Linked DNA regions of Mus musculus: region 2 is linked to region 1. Evidence: chromatin contacts called from public HiChIP or PLAC-seq data. All regions are on one chromosome and are shown on one strand. Each heading gives the region's core, a stretch centred on a gene start, on an enhancer-like site or on the middle of the called end of the contact. The rest is flanking DNA. Distances are from core to core; before and after follow the strand shown. Region 1 has its middle 84 kb from the start of Dusp10. Region 2 has its middle 94 kb from the start of Gm34177.

The links. HiChIP or PLAC-seq counts read pairs in DNA pulled down with a chosen protein or histone mark.
Region 2: a contact with region 1 is called in a CTCF HiChIP or PLAC-seq map of CD8 T cells, with 6 read pairs. The contact joins two enhancer-like sites. A contact is called at or near these places in 1 of 15 datasets of contacts at CTCF or cohesin (CD8 T cells), 2 of 484 Hi-C or Micro-C datasets (embryonic stem cells and nephron progenitors) and 3 of 115 datasets of contacts at active chromatin or transcription factors (CD8 T cells, double positive thymocytes and memory CD8 T cells).

What each region holds. Positions count from the first base shown.
Region 1 is chr1:184,116,933-184,120,195 of GRCm38.p6, forward strand. No RefSeq gene overlaps it. Among named protein-coding and RNA genes, the nearest start is that of Dusp10, 84 kb to the left of the region's middle. Within about 2 kb of position 1,844, at least 38 of the 459 cell types and tissues checked have an H3K27ac peak or open chromatin away from gene starts, as enhancers often do. A contact at or near this core is called in CD8 T cells and double positive thymocytes, where this site is marked.
Region 2 is chr1:184,233,780-184,237,136 of GRCm38.p6, forward strand. No RefSeq gene overlaps it. Among named protein-coding and RNA genes, the nearest start is that of Gm34177, 94 kb to the right of the region's middle. Within about 2 kb of position 2,007, at least 58 of the 459 cell types and tissues checked have an H3K27ac peak or open chromatin away from gene starts, as enhancers often do. A contact at or near this core is called in CD8 T cells and double positive thymocytes, where this site is marked.

The DNA of each region.
Region 1 (3,263 bases), core at 594-3,093:
TTAACCACTAAAAATCCACGGTGAATTTCTCTTTCCCAAACTGTCATGTGATACTCTTTATATCTTTAATATGAATCTTGGCTTTCTTGTGAGAGTTATAGGGCCCTAATGGTAAGCAATCTTTAAAGCCACACTAAACTTTAAGAAAAAATGTTATTCAGGGATGATGTTACATGCATGTAACCCCCTCGCAAGGGTGGCTGAGGCAGGGGACTATCCACCTACAGAATAACAGAACAATCTCTTGGCTCAAAACAGCAGCAGCAGCAGCAGCAGCAGCAGCAGCAGCAGCAGCAGCAACAACAACAACGACAACAAAACATTCAAAACCCCAAGACAACACAAGGCTATCCCAATGGTTCTGATCTCCTGCCTATTCAGAGAGAAAGTGGGAGCTGGGCTGCTCAGAGAATGGCTGTAGAGGTTTGAGGAATTTGTGCCTTCTTAGCTGAAATGTGATGGAGAGTTACAACCAAAGCACCACACTGTGGCTATGCTCTTAGTTCTGTCTGGAAACTACCCAGCATTCCATATAGACCAGCAACTTCTAACCACACGATGTGTGGCTTCTCTGCCTTTGGCTCTGGTGCAGTGTGTTCTGTCCTCTGCATAACCGGAATCCGATGGATGGCTGCTTGCTGGTCTGCATGAGAGCCTTCTCCATTCATGGAAGGGCCAGAATGCTTCCAAGATTGGAAAGGGATGTGATCTCTGAAAAAAAAATTAAAAGTACAGCAGCTGCATTCTCAGGGGGCTGTGCCTACGAAGCATTGCTGGGCCTGCCAGGAGCAGATGTGTTCTCCACCTTTAAACTTGGAAGAAAGCATGGCTATAGCAAGTCTGGCAGGAGGCTGTCACTTTCCAGCTTCTAGAGCAAGCCTCCCTCATCTCCTCATGGAACTGGAAGCATGGCAGCCGTCTCTGGCCAAAGGCCGGCTGTCTTGAATTCCAGGGAGCAGCTTGCTGTGATTAGGCATCATTGCACGGAGAGCTGTGCAGATCGCAGTGTGTCGCTTTGGAGTTCACAATAAAATGCCCTGGAAGCTTACGGAGGCATTTTATGTACATATAATGATTTAGTGGGCATGCCTCTCTGTATTTTAAATTTCATCAGTGGCCCTCCTTGTCTATAAAGGAAGCTGATGAGAAACTCCTTCAGCCCTTCTGAGCTGCAGTGCATTCGCTCATGAGCTGGCTCTTCAGTTTGCCAGATGCACACAGCTGGCCAGAAAGTCTTGTTGTGGGTATGCTGTGGTTTCTACACGGATGTGGTATACTGTCAATAACAGGTAACTTCTCCCCTCCAAGAGTTAAGTTTTGAAGCTGTGGAAAGTTTCAATTAGTAATGTGCTTGCTTGACAAGCAAGAAGATCCTAACTCATACCTCAGCATGTAAAAAGTGGGGTGCAGTGGAGTGTATCTGTAACTCTGATCCTGAAGAAACAGAAGCAGGTGAACCCCTGGGATTGCCATGCAGCTGGTCTAACCAAATAGGTAAACTTCAGGGTCAGTGGTTGTGCTGGCTAGTTTTATGTCAACATGACATAAGCTAAAATCGTCTGAGAGGAGGGAATCCCAAGAAAAATGCCCCCCATATGATATGCTGCAGGCAAGCCTGTAGGGGACTTTCTTAATTAGTGATTGATGGGAGAGGGCCCAGTCCATTCTGGGTACCATCTTGGGGATAGTGGTCCTGGTTCTATAAGGAAGCAGGCTGAGCAAGCTAGGAGGAGCAAGTAACTTAGCATCCCTCCATGGCCTCTGCATCCATCAGCTCCTGCCTCTAGGTTCCTGTCCTGACTTGTGTTGATGATGAGCTGTGAAGCGAAAGCATAAGCCAAATAGTCCTTCCTCACCTTGCTTTTGGTTACAGTTTTTCATCATAGCAATAGTCATTCTAACATAGTGAGTAAACCTGTCTCAAAAAGTTGGCATGAAGGGTGACAGAGGAGAACACCTGATCACCTGATGTTGACCTCCACATGTGTGTGCACAGGTCTGTGAACCCCTTTATCTCTCTCTCTCTCTCACACACACACACACACACACACACACACACACACACACACACAGAGAGAGAGAGAGAGAGAGAGAGAGAGAGAGAGAGAGAGAGTATTGAAAAGTGCTTGTCACAGACTTTGGTGATGTTGTCTGGCTCTACAGAAGATTATGGACTGTGTATAGCTGGGGCACAAACAGAACCCTGGGCATCCTGTGGTCATGGTGACCCTCCCAGTGGGGGTACTGGGAACAAGGTTGTTGAGAAGTTTTCTTGACTCTCATTCAGGCAGCAAGTCCTGGATCCATTTCCAACCCACTTCAATCACAGAGACAGGCTGGGAAGGGACAAATGGAATGACATAATCAAATCTATCCCCTGGCCAATGGAGGAGGCCATCCAAAATGCAAGAACAAATAAAGTAAAAACCTCCTGGCAGAGCTAAGAGAGGGACTGCAACTCCAAAGGGAACTGGGATTCCTTTTAATAGATTTTTGTAGAGCTGCCGAGACCTCAATCTCTCATCTGCGCATTATTTATTGATTGGGCTAGAGGCCTTGCTAAGTCTCCAGTGTGCTACAGAGTCACACAGGCACCACGCTGCAGATTGCAGCCCAGGGTAGACAGTGCTTACTTCAGATTATTTCTATGGCCATGGGGTTTTGTTGTTTTGTCAGGTTTTTTTTTTCTTCTTCTTAGTGTGTGTGTTTCCTCACCCGAGAAAGGGGAAGAATCACCTACTGTCTTTTTCTCAGGCAGCCATGTTAATTAAAACTTTTAATCTCTTAGGTTTAAGTATTAATTCCTCAAGACAAAATCTACCTTCATATACTTTTCTTGTAGTTAATAAATTTGAGAATCTGTCCGAAGAGGAGGGGGTCCCAGGCATTCCTGGGGATTACCACCATCGGCCTGTAGTCCAATGGGCAAGAAGTATATCTTTGGTAATGGTCAAGTGATTTATAAAAATGTCTCTGGAAGAGGGCTGTAAAATGTCAGAACTCAGGTGCTAGTTTTGGCATCCTTAGCAGTGTGTTAGGTTTGGAGTTAGACAATGTCCTTAGATATTTTTCTCCTCTGCGAAGTGAAGGGATTTGGCTATAGGTATGTCTTAATGCCTGTGTGAGCTCTTACGGTCTGTGACCTAACAGCTTTGAAATTTAAGAAGCATGAAATATTGGCTTTAGATACACACAGGGAAACAAATGACATTTTTCTTTCAATCCATTAAGAATAATCCCCCTGTTGCCAAATTAGTGACATG
Region 2 (3,357 bases), core at 757-3,256, 120 kb after region 1:
AAGTGCTTCTCAATGGGTTCCTTCGTGCCAGGCTCTGTCTTCTCTGCTAAAATGAATGGCTCTATTTCAAGCCTTCTACTGACATCCCAGTTTCTAATGAGTTGAGTAAAATCTGCAGCTGTAGGCAAGACTCTCTCAGTCAGGGTTCGTTGTCCAGCGCCCTAACTTTCCAACCACTTATGCAAACATCAATCCCCAAAGCTCATACAATAGCCCACACTGTTTGGCCTGTTCTTCAAATCTTGCTCCTATTCCATCGTGCTCCATTGTCTGCTGGGCTTGCCATCCACGGTTCTAATGCCTCACTTCAAAGCCTTTCCTAACTTCCAGAAAGAGTAGGGCTATTGTTCTTCACATTGTCATAAGCATCTATTAATAGTACCCAGGGCTGGGAGTGTAGTTCAGTGGTAGATCACTGGTCTAGCAAATGTGAGGACTGGGTTTGGTCCTCAACACTTTAGGCAGAACAGAACAGATCAGAACAAACAAACAAACAAACAAAATAAAGCTTGCCTTTTACTTCTCCCTTCTCTTTAAAATCTGTATTTATTTTGTTCAAATGTATACTGGAAGAGTTGTGGTTTCCTAAGCTCCGGGGATAGAGAGAGAAACTTATTAATTTGGTGTGTATATGAAGGCCAGAGGAGTCAGTTCTCTTCTTTCACCATGTCAGTCTAGGCTCTCAAACTCGGGTCACCACTGTACCGTGGAGCACCTTTAACAACTGAGCCTGAATCACTAGCATGAGTTAACAGATTACAAATGGAGCAGAGCCTCATTCAACCTATGGACAGTCTGAGCAGAACACAAAAGCTGGGGAAGGGAGCATTCTCTGTCTCTCTCTGTCTCTCTGTTTCTCACCCCCCGTCTCTGTCTCCCTGTCTGTCTCTCCCCCTCCCTCTCCCTCCTCCCTACCTCTCCCTCTCCTCTCTCTCTCCCTCCCCTTTTCCCTTTCCCTCGGCCTCTTTGAAATCAGCTGGGAAATCAGTCTCTGAATATTGATGAGAATAGACAATAACAGCTGGGCCAGAAGCACACCGTCGGTTCTCCAGGGTTTCCAGTTTGCCTCCTGTGTACATTAGGATTTAGCCTCTGTAAGTACAACACACACACACACACACACACACACACACACACACACACACACATTTATGGAGAGAAAGAGACACAAATAAATAACCTATCTCTTTACCGTGTGTGTATTTTCATATTATTCCTGGAACATACACTCAATGTATCTTGAACATGTCAATACTAATTTATCTGTATATAGCATATATATCTTGAATGTATGCCAATATCATATAAGTCTATCAGTCTATCTTCCATCCCTCTGTCCATTTCCTCTTGTTTTCCCTATCCGTGGAACTCTGAATACTGCATACACCCGGGAAAATCTTTGAGAACATGACATTTATGCTGAGCTCTGAAGATTATAATAAAAAAAGGAGCCAGAAAAATAATTCTAGCAAAATGGGAATGTGACAATAAAGCCGGAGGCGGGAAGAACCAGCGCACAGGCAATTATCGGGAAACTAGACTAGAGAGGGAAGCAGAGCCCAGGCAAGGAAGGAGCTTGAAGCCTGCTCCTGAAAGTGTCAAAAAGCTGAACACCCGGCTTTCAGTAAATGTCTGTTTGACAAAATGAGTTCCTGGTAAGTAATTTCCAAAACAGCGAGAGCAGTCCTCAGACTCTGGAACAAACACACGACTGTTTTTATCCCCATTCTTTGATGGTTTTCACAGAGGTGAGCGTGCTGGAAGGGGAGGAAGCTGATAAAAGCTGGCCGCATCCTCTCAGACCATTGGAGGACAGGAAGATGGGAGAGCAGCCTTCCGCCTCGCCAGGCGTTCCCTAACATTTTATCAGTTTGGCGGGTTTTGTCTGCATTTTGCAGAACATGCAGGCAGTGGTGATGATCCCTTTTATCTAATATCCTCAGCAGAGGTCACAGGCTTAACAGGAACCGGGAAACTCCTCCCGGCAAGCCAGTCCCGGCTCTGCACAAGAGCGCCCTCTTCTGTGCAGTCACAGACTGGCCCTCGGAGGAAGGTTGAAAGGACCCGTCAGGCAGGCCAGGGGCCCCAGTGAGCCCACAATCTGGTAGTCAGAGGAGTTAAAGGGCGTCCTTATGGACCGCCTTTACCCCACGGAGGTGCGCACATTCAGGATCCTTCTAGAATTAGCCATGAGAGTGAAAGGGGTGAAGAGATTGAGTTCAGGCCACTTCCTGAAAAGAGAAAGGAAGCGCTTTCCAGCTGGGGAGAATCTACTTCCTGGTTCAACAGGAGAAATGGAAAAGGATGGATACCCAGATACAGTCCTGTCAGAATCCATGGTCAGAGGGATGCACAGAAGTGAACAAGGAGGGGTAGGCCGACATGTGCCCTGTGCCGACAGAGATGGGGGAGGTCAGCATGTCTGCAGCCAGCCCTGGAGTCACATAGATGAGGAAACTGGACCTCTGGGACAATTCAACACCTGCTGCCTGCAGTGTTTCTTGCCTTCTCACTCCTGTGAACCCCTCTCTGCTCCCCAAAGACTTTCACCTCCACTTTCACATCATCAGTACATATATGGTTCTATGTGCCTGCCACACGAAGAACCCACATATGGAAGAAAACGTGTGTTGTTTGGTCTAGAACACACCATCAGATCCTCAAAATAATCATGCCAATCAAATAGGCTAGATATATACTCCCAGTGTGTTCAAAGAACTGAAGCCCAGAGACGCGAGCGATTTCTCCGCAGACACACAGCAAATACAAGAACTAAGAGAAGCACGTTGTTAAGGAAATGCACGTGTCATCCTGTTAGAGACAAATCTGAGCAGCAGGAGGGAGCCAATGGTCATTATAGATGTTGCTGAGGGGACAATGCAGATTTTAGTGACTGTTAAGGCTTGGGTTTGGAAGGCTCACAGTCACTTCCGTTACTGTTCAGGTCTTTAAGCTAAGACAACAGTGTGAGTGTGGGTCTGGAGAGGTCAGATCTCACTGTCATTCCTCTGATGTCATACACCTGGTTTTGAGACATCTCACTGGCCTGGAACTTATCAGGGAGGTAAGGTTGGCTGGTGCTGGAAACCTGTGGTTCTGCCTGCTTCCACCTTCCCAAACCCCAGGGTCTGCCTGTCTCTATCTCCTCAATCCCCAGGACTCTGCCTGTCTCCTCTCCAGCAGACATCGCAGGCAGACACCACCATGCCTGGCTTTTTATATGGGCTCTGAGGGGTTGAACTTAATCCTCATGCTTATAAGGCAAGCAAGCCCTTTACTGACATCGCGGTTGGCTGCTGCACCAGCTCAGTCAGAGCACCTACACTGCACGGTTGCAAAGGCCTTTGACTCTTCCCA